2 separate regions of the Rattus norvegicus genome follow, and region 2 is linked to region 1. Evidence: chromatin contacts called from public Hi-C data. All regions are on one chromosome and are shown on one strand. Each heading gives the region's core, a stretch centred on a gene start, on an enhancer-like site or on the middle of the called end of the contact. The rest is flanking DNA. Distances are from core to core; before and after follow the strand shown. Region 1 holds the start of Qki (QKI, KH domain containing RNA binding). Region 2 has its middle 230 kb from the start of Qki.

Region 1 (6,784 bases), core at 2,299-4,798:
AAATGTCTTTAAGATAATCTGCGTAACTTTATCCCAGGGATGGTAAGGAGGTTCAGTTAAAATCCTAAGAGAAAGTAGTTTAAGACCTACATTCTATTTGTAATCTTCTGCTCACCTCTAGTTAAACAATCCTTTAAGTCTTACAAGTATTAACTCAAGTTATAGCTTTTATTTAGGACTGCCCTGGCCTAAAATATATTGTTAACTTTAAAAAAAACCTATCCTGCTAAAGATAACTATGAAAGACTGACACAACTCACAAGCAGAATTAACAGCCAACAACACAAGGACTGATTTACCTAAGTTAAGCACTATAGGCTACTTTCTTTAAGCCAGCAAGAAACAATATACAATTTCTGTATCATTCAAGTTTTAACGAGTAGAAAAACCAACATACCTCATTCCCAAATTTGTTAACTAACCAAATGGAAATTCTCAAATAGGAACCATATTAAAGGTTAACTGCTGGAAAAGAATTTTTAAAATAAAATTGCTAAATAGTCCCATTCAAAGTTTCTAATTATCAGAGAGCATTTTATTACCACTGAACAGTTTAATCCCTAAAGTGAAACTTAGTTTTATCTGAATGTAAAAGTAATTTTTCTTCCAAGCATTACAGACAAAGTAAAATGTAATCCCTAACCACAAACAGAAGTCATGATTAATTTGTTTTGGACAATGAGAGGCCACAAGGGGTAAAGGACAAGTTGCCAATTTTCACAATTAAGTCATCTACCAAGAAAATTACGATGCCCTTAAGAAACCAGTATTTTCAAGTCAAATTAAATTTACAATAAGACTAACAAGTAGAGTCAAAAGCCTATGACACACTAAGGACAAGTCCCTTTCTTGCAAGCTTCTCTGGTCTGACGAAAACAATCACAATCCCTAGTCAATTTGCTGTCTCCCGTAACATCCAAGTCATCTCTACACTGACCTGATGCTGAGATTCCGGAGTACAAATGGACTACGGTGAAGATGGAGAAAACATGAAGAGGAGACACCAGACATTACTTTCAATATTGTTATCCTAAACTAGCTGTCTTTTACATTTAAAACCCAAAGGGGTTACTATTTCTAACCAAGAGAAATAAGCCTGTGCAGAAATGACATAATTGAAATTCTTCTAGTTGAAAGACTTATGTCAACCTCGAATTAAGGCAGTTATTTCTGATCAAGCTGAAAGAGAACCACTTGGGCAGCCTTTACAACTAATTTAAAAAACTCCTACTAGTTTTCTTTATAGCATATCCAAACTTTTTATAAGCTCCACTAAGTCACTTGCATATAGGAAGCATTTTAAGAATGTGCTTTAGTTCATTTTAAAGAAATTCTCCCTTGATTGAAGTTTTAAAAACTAAATTTTTCTTCAGAAATTTGATACTAATAGCACAAAAACCAATGCCAAGGAAGAAATATCAATGTATTAGGTGTTTTCACTCTAATCACATTTGTGGATGACAAATGAAGTCATCCAAAAATTTAAGTTTCAACTGCACCTAATATAGGTCAGATTATTAAGCAGACTACCCATTTTGTTCCAAATATTTCCAAGGTTAAAAAAAAATAACTGGCGCCCCTTAGCGCTCACTTTTGGAAATACTCAATTTAAGAACTCCAGCTTTTTTTTTTTTTTTTTTTTTTTTGGACATTCCAGAAAGTTTTCTGCCTCCACAATTTTTCAAATGCCAACACAAAAAAGAAAGGCAAAAACCCTTAAAGGGGCAGCTCAAGTTTTCTCCAAGGCAATTTAATACTAACAAATATGCTAACCCAACAGTAAAAAAGGCCTCTTTCAATGTGTTATGTTATGTTCATGGGTAATAGCTGAATAGCTGAATGTTTTCTGTTTTAAATAGTGCCCAAGGCTCCCCACCCAACAGAAGCTCTTAAAATAGTTCTTTAACCATCTTTTAGCTCGGAGTCTTTTGTTCTTCCCTGACACGCCAGCTCCCTAAGCACAAGATAGCCCCAACAATCTCTGAAATTTTTCGAAATTCTTCTAAAGATCCTAAAATCCATGTTCATCTGTCCAACATAGTTTTCCGCTTCCTTTAAACAGTCCACTCAGAGACTTTAAAAGAGAAGACCGAAAGTACTCGCTATTCGATTTTCAAAGCAGACTTGTTGGTCCTATCCTCCCCCCCACCCCGAACCCCGCCCCGGGCGTCCACATAAACCCACAGCTACTGGAAACTAACACTCCAGATCGCTGTTGTGCGAAGTTCCTAAAGAATTCCACAGCTAACCAGCATTAATCTTCCAGTCAGTCTTTGCTCCCCACAACGCTCCCAACTCGGCTTCTGCAAACTTCTGCTCTATTTTATCCCCGTCTTTTCAAACTTCCAGCTCCCCGCCCTGCAAACGCAGGCGGCTACGCCAGGAGCGAACCCTCCGCCCCAGTTCTTCCGAACTCGGATTCCGTTCAGGTCTGTCATCGCGGTATTTCGTACTCCTCCCCCACCACCACCACCACCGACTAAAAAAAAAAAAAAAAAAAAAAAAAGTGAAGTTAAACTCCCAAACAGTTCTCGCTTCCCCAAACAAAAGGACAAAAAGTGCTCTGCTCTGTCACTTCGTCCTCGCCTTCGGCCACATAAGCACTACTTTTCCGTACCCTACGTAATTCCTGAATATCTCGGGGTCCACTCGGGTACTGCGGGCCACACAACTCCACCGAAACGAGCCCGCTAAGCTGGGGCCCCGCGGGCGAGACCAGGCGGAGCTCGGGGACTCGTGTGGCCGGGCCGGGGCGGCCGGGATGGCCGGAATGGCGGGGAGCCTAGCCGCCCCGCCGTCGGGAGCCGGCCGCAGCCCCGCAGCCCCGCGTGCTCCCGGGTCCGCCCTCGGGCCTGGCCGGGCCCCGGCCCGGTCCCCGCCGCGAGCCGCCCGCGCCGCCTTTGTGCGCCCGCCCGCCCGCCCGCCTGACCTTCCCGCCGCCCCGCCATCCCGGGCCGCCGCGCCGGGTCCGGCCACCTCACCTTCGTCCAGCAGCCGCTCGAGGTGGTTGAAGATCCCGCAGAAGTTGGGCAGGCTGCTCATAAGCTTCTTGTCGTTCATCAGCTGCATCAAGTAATCTGGGGTGGGCTTCGGCTTCTCCTTCGTTTCCATTTCCCCGACCATATTCCAGGCTCCGCAGCTCACTCCGCCCGCCGCCGCCGCCGCCGGAGGAGAGGAGGGAGGGGCGGGGGCGAGCTCCGGCCGCCGGCCGCTCGGGACACCGCGTCCCGCTCCGCGCCGGCTCCCGCTCCGGCTCCCGCGCCGAGCCCCGGGGCGGCCGGCTCCGCGCGCCCGCCCGCCCCCCGCAGGCACTTTCGCCCGGCCCGACGCGCCGCGGCCGCCGCTCCTCGGCCGCCCGGCGCGGCTCCCCTCGCGAGGCCGGCGGCGGAGGCGGGTCTCGGGCCGAGCGCGGCGCGGGGCCGCTGCGCCGCGAGGAGCCGGGGGCCGCTCGTCGGCCGGTCGCGCCGCCTGCGCCGAAGCTCGCGAGTCTGCGGTGCTGTCCGCCGCGGCGCTCCGCGTTGCCGCCGCCGCCGCCGCGCTCCGACTGCGCTCCTCCTCTTCCTCCGCGGCTCTCCTCCTCCTCACTCACTTGGCGGCGGAGTTCGCCTCAGTTCAGGCGGCGCAGCCGGCGGCGGCGGGGGGAGGGGCGCGGGCAGGGCCGGGGGCGGGCGGCGGGCGGGGCCGCGCAGGGCGGCCGTTACGGGGCTGGGCGCGCTCCCGCCCCCCGCCGCCGCCCCTGGCCGCTCGGGCGGGACGGCCGGTGCAGGGCCCGGCCGCGGCGAAGAGGACGCGCGCCGGCGGTGGCCTGCGCGGGGCCCGGGTCGCGGCTGAGGGGGACGCGGGCGGCGGCACTGGCTCGTCGGCGCGCTGTTGCTGAGGCGGCGGGCGCGGTCGGGCGCGGCGGCTGAGAGGAATCCCGGCGGGACTCTCCGCGACGCGCAGCGCTCGCCGCCGCCCGGGCCTCGCGTCCGCGCGCGTTACTATAGTTTGGTTTTTTTTTTTTTAAACCTCTTCGTCCACCTTCCTCGCTACCCCTCAAAAAAAAAATTTTTTTTTTAACGTCCTGTTGCTTCACTGGGGACTCTCGGGTGGGCGTCACGTGTGCCGACACGTAGCCGTGAGGCTGAGAGCGCGTGCGCGCGTCGAGGGCTGTGGCCACGCCCCTTCCGAGGGTCGCTCCGCCCCACCGGGCGGAGAGCGCGCCGAGGGGGGAGGGGCGGGCCTGGAGCGCGCCTGCGTTGGGGTTGGGGAAGTGGGGGAACGATGGCCTGCGGACCGAGAAGCGGGGCGGAACGGTTCTGGCGCGGCGCCCACCTGGCGGGGCGAGGGACCCGACCGTCGGATCGCTTGGGGTGCTAGGTGGCGGTGGACTGAGTCGGCGTAGGCGCCCGCACCGCAGTGTCTTCCGCGGTGGGGACTCCAGCGAGGTTTCCCCTGGAGCCAGCGCCACGCGTGACGGGCCTCGCATCGCCGTGTGCTGCGAGGCGGCCCCGGACCGTGGGCGGAGATGGCACACGCGTGCGCACCCACGGGCGGGCGGGCTCCGTTCCATGCGGCGTGACGCGCGGTTCCGTTATCCTCACCGCAGGTTACAGTCCGGAGGTGGAGGCGGTGGCTCCTCGGAGGCGCGGCCGCTCGCTGAAGAAGCCTGTGTGAGCACACATTCGGGAAAACCAAGTAGTCAACACCTATTTCTACCTACTTGACAAAAATAAATAAATAAATAAATAAATAAATAAATAAATAAATAAATAAATAAATAAATAAATAAATAAAAATAAACGAAAGGCAGTGGGCCAGAAAAGGTGCTTCCTATGGGGGTGAGGGAGTTCTGAGGGTTACATTTGTTTCGGAAACAATGTTCTGAATTGCAGCAATGAAGTCCTGTGATTTATAGAAGCTGTCACTCACTAAATCTGCATCATCCCTGTTTTGTTGCAAGTTCTTTATAACGTGCCGTATTAAAATGTAGACAAGATTGTCAAATTAACCATTTTGAGAGTTGGCCCTGGCTATAATTTTCTGTGAATCATCTCACTGTATTTTAAATGTGAACATAAGCAGCGTTGTCGAATTGTTTTTTTTTTTTAAACTGCTTTACACAAATTCTAAAGAGCATTCCGAAGTTTGTGTGGTGCCAAAGGTATTTAAAGCAACTTTACTCTTGATTTCATTTAAAGACTACAGTTCGAGTTGGTTTTGGTTTTGGTTTTCTCGTTTATTAAATTAGTAGAGCAAATGATGGACAAAGTTAACGTGTAATTGAAATAACTTGAATTTTTCAACAATGACTATAGTAGTTCTAGATTATTCACCTAGTTATCTCTTTAAACAGTAAATTATGTAAAAGCATGGAATAATTTGATTAAAAAGCTGTTACTACGTTTTCTAAGTGTTGCTTCAAAACCTAGAAAAATTAGAAGTTTGTTCCTTGTATATTATTAAAAAATATTTGTCCCTGAATTATTTTTCATTGTCTGTGCTTGTGCAAGCAAAGTCCCCTTTGTAAGTTGATACACTTATAGGGCCTGTGCTAACTGCTCTACCTCTGTAGCTCAGTCAATCACAACAGTCCTGGGCCTGAGGTAATACTGGCATCCCCGATTTGTACATAAGAGGAAACCTCTGAAGAGGAAGAGGTAAACGGAATAATTTACCCAGCACTATATAGCTAATAAGTCCTGCTGGCTGTTCAAGTCCATGTATATTTTATACCAGAGTGCCCCCCCCCCAATTTTATCAACCTTATCCAGTAAATCCTTGGAATTCATGACAGTGTTCCATCATTTTTGACCCATAAAGTCCAACCACTTTTTATAATGTAGTTGAACCAAAAATAACTGTCAGGCAATATTCATTCACCATGACTTAATCCCTGGTGGACCCATCATTTGGAAATAGTTGCCATTTGGTACATTTTCAAGTACATGTGGATCTTGTCCCCTACTTACTTTTCCTGATTTCTCAGGTAAAGAAAAAATATCCTAAGAGTTTACCAAGACCTGCTAGGCCCCAAGAGATCTGGTCCCCTGCATGTTGCTGGCCCAAGCTCACTAGATGGACTCCTGGTCTCCCTGAAATCTGCCTTGACCTCTACACACGCTTGGCATCTGTAGGACTCTGGGCCTGGTATCTCATTGGAATTTTTTTTCTATCTGCCCAAAAGCCCCACTCCAACTCCCAGGTGTCACCTCTATTTTTTGTTAAATTTTTAATTCTTTCTGTCACATTTCCTCATGCCATGTCAGCTCTGTGGGTCAGTGTGTTTGCCATCAGAGTAAAGACTTGAAGGTTTTTAGAACTCCTAACCCCATCAACAACACTTGTGTAGGCTCTCATGACTTGCATGTTCGAAAAGAAGTGTCACGTGCTAGTTTGCATGCCTGAGGTTCAAATACTTACCTGGCTCATTTTCTTCAGTGCTCCCCCAACACATAGGGAAGGAGGCAAGAGTAGCCATATTTGAGGGAAGAGATGGTTGGCTGCCTAAGAACAGTTTAGTGGCTGGTGGAGGCAGTCCAGGGCTGTACAGAAAGTGCATCTACAGCCTTTGGAGTCACTGACCTTGCCCAGGTACTCATCTATAGGCTCCCACCTTTTTCTCCCTCACACTCCTTCTTCTTCACACTGTGGACATGTATCAATCCGCACAACACAGTGTAGACTACAAAGTCTGTTGGGATGTGTACCTCCAGGCTTAAAATCTCAGCGATTATTATAGGTCCTTCAGTTCTGTTATTATAGACATTTTAATACAGTTTCAAAATGAGTAGGATAAGTATAC
Region 2 (7,143 bases), core at 149-2,648, 230 kb before region 1:
CACTGACTGAGTCAACCCAAGAGCTGCTGCACAGCGGAATCAATGGTCAAATCCAGCAAGCAGGAGATGTGGCAACCATGCCTTATATTCTGTTTGTGCTTTAACTGCAAAACTTACAAATTCAGATGTATGATCCCAAGTTACCACCAGGCAACCTTTCTTCAAAAAACAGCAAAACATTGAAAACTTCTCATACTTGAGGCAGTATGCCAAGTGAAGTTCATCTAACTGGGCTCCATACTTCAAAAGAATGTTCACAATTCCAGAGAACTCACAGAGGTTCAGAGGTTCAGTCCATCATCCTCCAGGTGGGTGCAGGGAGGAATCTATGCAGGCATGATGAACATGATGAAGGCAGATCTGAGAGTTCTACATCCTCATCTGAAACTCAGGGACTTTAAAGAAAGGCCATGATGCTTAGTGAAAACGCAGCTTCAGTTGCAGTGAAGACCCCAGGATATTGGAGATGCCAGGACCCTGGAACATCTTCTAAGGGCAGCAGTAGGTGTTGAGTGGAGATGGTCTGAGCCTATGAGAGAAGTTGTATGTGCGCTATACATGGCAGAACTGGAGAGGCAGGGCTGTTCAACCTGTTTGGAGTCCAGAAGATCATGAATGAGTCCCAGACATTGAACACTGAGTTCACATTGTTAGATTATTTTTAAAAATCTGATTTTATGTTCTGGTTTCTCCTTCTTGCAATAAGAAACCACACACACATCTACTGGCTAGCTACTCTGGCTCACTCTCCATAGCCCTTAGGAAATCCCCTCCCCTTCGCGGAACAATGCCATGGGGCTGAGACAAAACAGTCTTGTAGAAGAGCATATCAGAGAAAATAAAGCTTTCAAATCTTATTTGTAAGAAGCCCAGTTCTCTAATTATCTGTATACCTTGCAAAGAAGAGATCAAGCAGTGAACTCTCCAAACTATGTGCCCTCCTGAAATAAGAAAGCAGAATAGGCTCCATCCCTCCTTCGCAATCACCTGCTCCACCTCTGTAAGCCTCTGATGATCACATTGACTCTGCCTGCACCTCTCTGCTGGTGGGTTTGCTGCCACAGAAGGAAGGCCGATAGCAGGTGTCTCACATGGAGGGTTTTTTCCCCTCCTACAAAGTTTTGCTCTGTGTGAGCTCGAAGAGGGACTGACTAGTGCTTGAGGTAAACTGACTTTAACTTCACTGAATCTTTAGCCAAGGCTAGCCTTGCTTTACCACTTCCCAACACCCATCTCAAATAGCAGCAGCATCTCTCCAACCCACTCCAGATGGGTTTAGTCCTGAATCGACACTTTCCCTGTTTCCAGTTTTCTTGGGGAAATGAGGCCAGCTCCACACAGCAGCTAGAGCCCTTGGCTTTGATGAAAGCTTAGAGGCTATATTTGAACACGACCGAAAGAGGACATGAAGCTTCAGCTGCCGGTCAGCCCCAGTTGCCAAGGAGGACAGGGTGAGGGTGAGGGGGGTGTTGAGCATCAAACAGCTGCGTTCCTGTTGTTCAGCAGAAACTCCATCTTTCTAGTGTTCTCACCATTTAATTCCTTCCGTTTACAGTCTTGTGATATTATAATAGAAGGTGGCTGCTAAGAAGTTTAGAAATATCCCCTTCATCAGCGAAGACAACTTAGTCCTCCCCTCCCCCCTAAAATAATCTCTCCCCTAAGTATTATTTCCTGCCAGAAAATGAGTTGGATTTGCTTCAAAACTGCTTCAGAACTAGTGAACATAAATGCCTCTAAATTTAGCAAACATCAGCATGCTCAATCAATTTGCAGTATTTTTCTCCACTCCCTTCCAAACCCTGTTTGGCCTTAAAGTCAAAGTTGAGCAGGCCACTGGATCTCTCCCACACCCATCTTTCCCTTCCTTCCCACATCTGGCTTGATGGTTAATTGATAAAAGATGAGCCCATTACATAGTAGCACAGAGCTGACCGGGTCGAGTCCCTGGCCTCACCCTGGCAGCAGCTAGCTATTCAGTGGTGAACTGGGTTCCATCCCTAGTCACTTGGCAAAGTCACTGAGTGGGTGGAGATGGGAAAAGCATCTGTCTTCCTCATCTATGCTCAAAACACAGCATTTCCTCAAAGCCTGGGAGAAGGGACAAAGAGTTCTAACTGCCTACAAACTCCAGCCCAAACAGGATGATTTCACTCTCATGGGTAGGAAAAGCACTAGGAACCATTCAGCAGACTCTGTGGTCTCTGTCTTGATCCTGCCTATTCCAGAACTGGTTATAGATATATATATTTTTTAACATCAACATTGTGTCAAACACCATTCCAGTCCATGTGTCATGTGTGCCATAAATGGATAGCTTCTAAAATAATACAATGGCCTTTGCACCTGACTTAAGTAACACCAAGAAAGATTCTTCTACACCCTGCCAACAGTTGCAACATGGGAGGCAAGAAAGGATTTCTTCTCCACATACTTACTGTCCCCTTGAAAACAACTAACTCAGCCTCATTTCCTGCTCATTGGTCCACTCTCATCTTGGACCCCTCAGAGGTATTCTATCCCTGTCCAGTATCTCACAGACCAGCAGAGCCCACATGATTACCTGACAGCACTGATCCCTGGGAGCCTTCATTCATAAGAAGTCAGCTCTTGGCATCTGTAAGAAATGACAATGCTGACAAGTCCCACTGTGTGGTGCATGTAGTGCAAAGAATAAATTAACTCTTTCTCTATGTGCTACTGGGATGAGTTCCAGATATACACGGGCTTCTTAGGTTTTAGAAATACACTGCATTGTGGAGATTGTAGCACCTTTCTTGAGCTAATTGAAGATTATTTCGTCATCAACACCACCACCACCACCATCATCAAATGAGGCCTTTATCAAAGTAGGACATATAATAGGAAGTCCAAGAACAACTGAAGGGAAAGGAAGTAAAAACCACAAAGAAGGTTCTCAGATGTAGAAGGACCAGGGTTTCTCTGTGATCCTTACCCCTACTCCAGAGGTTTCCTATCTCCAGTGCTCCTTCATAAGGACCATAATACCATGCTTGTGAATTATACGAGATCAAGCATAAAGAGTGATGGTTAAAGCCTGAGAGGCAGCCCTGTGTCATATCTGTTCATTTCAGTTGACCCAGATACATAGCTAGATTTAGATAGATCAGCACAGTGCAGCACGGTCTTTCCACATACAGAAAACCTAGATGTTAAGCTACTATGGAGAATGATTTTTAGAACCGCCATCACATTCAAGGGAATCAAAACATGCCCAGGCTACTTAGATGCACACTCTACTTCCGAGCATCCTTGTGAAGTTTGTTTTGTGTGATAATACCAGTATATGAACATTTCTGGGGGATTTTAAAGACGGATTTTCTATTCACAGTAACATCTTGAAAGGAGAAGTTCTCTTCTAGCTAATTTGTCTCAAAATGAGGTTTAGTTTATTATTAACAGAAGGCCAAGAAACAGTGTTTCACACCAGCACCTGAAATGCAACTAAATTCCCACAGTCTGTTAGAAGCTTTCTCCTCAATTCTAATATTTGCTTGAAGACTAGAGAGATTTTTCAGGGTGATGGCCTTAACCCCTGAGCATCATGGGATGGTTGAGAGCATTCCAGGCTGCCCTTCTCTTCCAGCAGGGTTGGGCACTAGAGACCAGCAAGGAGAACTTGTGGTCCTGAACTCTGTGTTCTGATCCAGGCTTCTCAGACCCACCCAAGGGATACCATGGGATGGAAAGATCAGGAACATCATCTTTTCAAGCTGAGTACATTCTCCTTCTGCCTTCTCCCTACATCCCCTCCCAGCCGGTGATAGTCAAAGCCAAATACACTGAAAAGGGAGAAAAAAGCACTGCCTTCTCTTGTCGGTCTCTGAGAGTGTAGCCTTGGCTTCCTCTCCCACAGGAAGGAGATGATGCTGGCTTCCAGTGAAGGGTGTGGACTGGGGAGAAGCCAGACACAAAAGACAGAGCAAGTCAGGATGTTACTAACAGTCCAGCTTTCTTTTCAGGTTCCTGTTTAGCTAAACATTTCAAAGGAGATGGTTTCCCAAGCTGCTGGTCTTCCTGGTGTGTCTTAGAGGCCTGGGGCAGTGTGGAGGAGGGAAGCAGCCAGATAAAGGGAGTCTGTCCACTCCATCATCCCCCAGACTGGCTTAGTGTCTCCCTATATGATACCAACTGAGGCATCTGGGATATCATGTTCCCCCAACATCTGTCATCCATGGCTCTCTGGATGAGTGGGTGAAGATCCCTTTGGGACAGCCAGCTGGAGTCTGAGCCAAGTTGGGTAGACATTCTAGGCAAGCTACCTCTTTGCTTGGGAGCTGGGTATCTTGCTTCTCACTGAACTGAAGGGAACACATCATCAGGCTGTCAATGTGAGTTTCCCTTCTGCTTCTGCTGCTAGGTGAATGGGTAGCACTGGTGGCCAAGCTCTGGTGCTTCCTGAGCAATATTTTGCTCTTTGGACTCAGGGAGAGAGCCCACAACATGCGAAAATAGTGGGTGTCACACTTCACTACAGTTCCAGAGGAGACCTATGTTTAATGATCCACTCATTGATTAGGCAGATTTTGAGGCAAATTAGCAAGGAGGGGCGGGGCTTTCCTTTAAGATCAATGAAGACAGTGAATGATATGTAAAAATCTTATAGACCGTTCCCAACTTCATATGATTCAGAAAATGAATCTCAGCACGATACCCAGTAAAGCAAACAGTGTATTTAAATAGCAAGGATTTTTTTTCCTTTGTATTTCATAATCACACTCAATATTTGTCTCATTTTGTAGCTATGGGGGAAAAAAACAGAAAATCAGAGCAAATAGGAATGAGAAATCCAATTTCACAACTTGCTGTCTAGTAAGCCCTCAGCCCACAGTGAGGACCGACTGGCTCAGCAAATGTGTCATGGTTCCATGTAGCAGCTAGGAACTGGATACCCGAAGCCCTACCTGGCCATGTTAGAGGGTAAAAGGCTATGAGGTAGAAAAGATTTGGAGACCCAATACCAGAGCTACAAGAAATACAGGAACACCCACCAGACTCCCCATCTAACACCTGCTTCAATCCAGGATGGCCAACCTGGCATTGATACAGGACCTTCTCCACTGCTGTGTTGAACAAAACAGACCCTTACATTTCTGTGGCAATTTGCCTCTGTGGCTGAGCCAACTTTAATTGCAGAAATCATCTAGATGACAGGCTTTTATTACATCTGTATAGCATCTCCCAGAAGTGCTTGTCACACAGCAGTTGAGGAAGTTCACCTCCCCGGCTTATAGGGCTATCGACCTTAACCATGGAATACATTTACCTAATTGGATAGCCTTCTCTGGTGATGCTTCCAAGGCCTATAAGTCTTTTAGACCACAACACAACTCTTTGTTACTATAGATATAAAAGGTTAGAGTCTCTGACACAATTCTGTCTACCCCAGGGCCTCTTAGTTTTTTGTTTGTTTGTTTTTGTTTGTTTTTATTCATTACTTTTTAGAAGGTCTTCAATTCAGACTGGTCTTGAAATCCTTATGTAGTTTAGGGTAGCCTTGAACCCCCAATCTTCCTGCCTCTGCTTCCTAAGTGCTGTAATTAAAGGTGTACAGAACCAGGCTTGATTTATGCCATGCTAGGATGAACCTAGGGGGTTGTGCATGCTAAATAAGCACTCTGCCAACTGAGCTCTGTCCCCAGCCCTCCTCTCTCATTTCTGTAAACCCCCTTAGAGGTGAGAAAGGAAAAAGCTAAGGAGAAACACCAAGCTGGAGAAATGTGTTCACGTAATCTTGAGGGAGAATAATTTTTGCTTAATTTTTAAACAGAACCATGATGTCACCAAATTGCAATTACAGCCTGGTGGTTTGAAGTCCCATATGTTTGACAAATAGTGCCAGTCATTTGCCAAGTCTAAACATAACTAGTTTTCCCTCAGTCACAAGCTGTCTCCTCATCTCCCACCAACGTTAGGATTTGGTTTCTTCTGCTCTTCTTGAGATGAGTGTCCCTGAGGACCTGGACAGATGCGAACTGTTTTCCTGCCTGCTCTGTTCTGTTTGCCAAGGAAAACATTCTATAAATTCTTTCAGAACCTCCCCTGGTAATGAGTTTCTGTCCATCAGTCTCTCTGGCTTTGGGTAAAGCATTCCTTCTGGCTTTCCATGACAACGAGTAGAATTGCCCTTAGTGCAATCAAGACCCACCTGGCCTGAGGGCCACTCATCACAGGCCTGTTCCAAAGGCAACAGAAAGTGCATGGTCTCACCCCATTCCTCACCTCCGCCCATCTGTGGACACTTGGTAAAATCACCATCTGCATCGCAAACAGCTGCTCCTATATTTCTACAACTCACTCCCAGCACAGCTTATGTGCCCGAGCTGAAATTTCATCTCAAGAGTGGTTTCTGATGTACCCTGATTCTACAGTTGGGAGAGAGGATCAAATTAAGAATGTGGTTAAACCACATCCAGAACTAGGGGAATGCTATACTATTCTTGTCATAGCAAGACAAGTCAAATATTAAACTCCCAAGAGTCTGTCTCATTTGTATCCATATCCATGATTTACATCCCAATTACTCATCACCATGGAAACCAGGTATTTTTGACTGACTACAGAAAAGATTGCCAAGACACGGTTATCCTTTGGGAATGGGAGTTACCCGCCTCTTTTTTTCTTTTTCCCCAATACTGGGAATAAAACTCAGGACCTTACATGTACTAGGAAAGCCCTCTACATTCTCTGCATTCTGCCCCTAACCCAAGCTTGAGCCTATGAAAGATGGGTCATATTCACTATAGGCCTGTCCTGACACCAGATGGAACTCACTTTGTCCTTAAACACCAGAATGACTTTTACCTGGAAGACTGTGGAAATCTAAGTGTCAGGCCCCACCCCAGGTCTGAACAACTGGTTCAGTGTTTAACGGGTGCTGTAGATGTCCTGGGACTGGGGATCAAGCTTTAAGGATGGAATGCTGGACCAGGGTTCTGGGGTCTCACAGGATGACTGGGAGCAGAGGCCCTGTGACTAAAGCTCCCACTGAGTGTCTCCAGGTATTCCTTGGCAAGTCTGCCCTGAGCTGTTTCTTCTTAAGATAGGTCTCAAGTATTTCAGCTAATCATAGTTCCTGGCATCATAACAACCGTGGCCCTGTAAAATGATCACAAATGGACT

What was found. A called contact is a pair of places that touch in the nucleus more often than the background predicts.
Region 2: a contact with region 1 is called in a Hi-C map of psoas muscle, with 3 times the contacts expected there. The contact joins the enhancer-like site here to the promoter of Qki in region 1. A contact is called at or near these places in 3 of 12 Hi-C or Micro-C datasets (frontal cortex, mammary epithelial cells and psoas muscle).

What each region holds. Positions count from the first base shown.
Region 1 is chr1:52,932,189-52,938,972 of GRCr8, reverse strand. Qki (QKI, KH domain containing RNA binding) reads right to left here and starts at 3,548. Exons shown (of 8, transcript NM_001414465.1): 1 at 2,982-3,548. The coding sequence starts at 3,123. It overlaps Cahm (colon adenocarcinoma hypermethylated), which reads left to right and starts at 4,305. Exons shown (of 1, transcript NR_132441.1): 1 at 4,305-5,461.
Region 2 is chr1:53,161,071-53,168,213 of GRCr8, reverse strand. No RefSeq gene overlaps it. Among named protein-coding and RNA genes, the nearest start is that of Qki, 230 kb to the right of the region's middle. Within about 2 kb of position 1,398, at least 15 of the 93 cell types and tissues checked have an H3K27ac peak or open chromatin away from gene starts, as enhancers often do.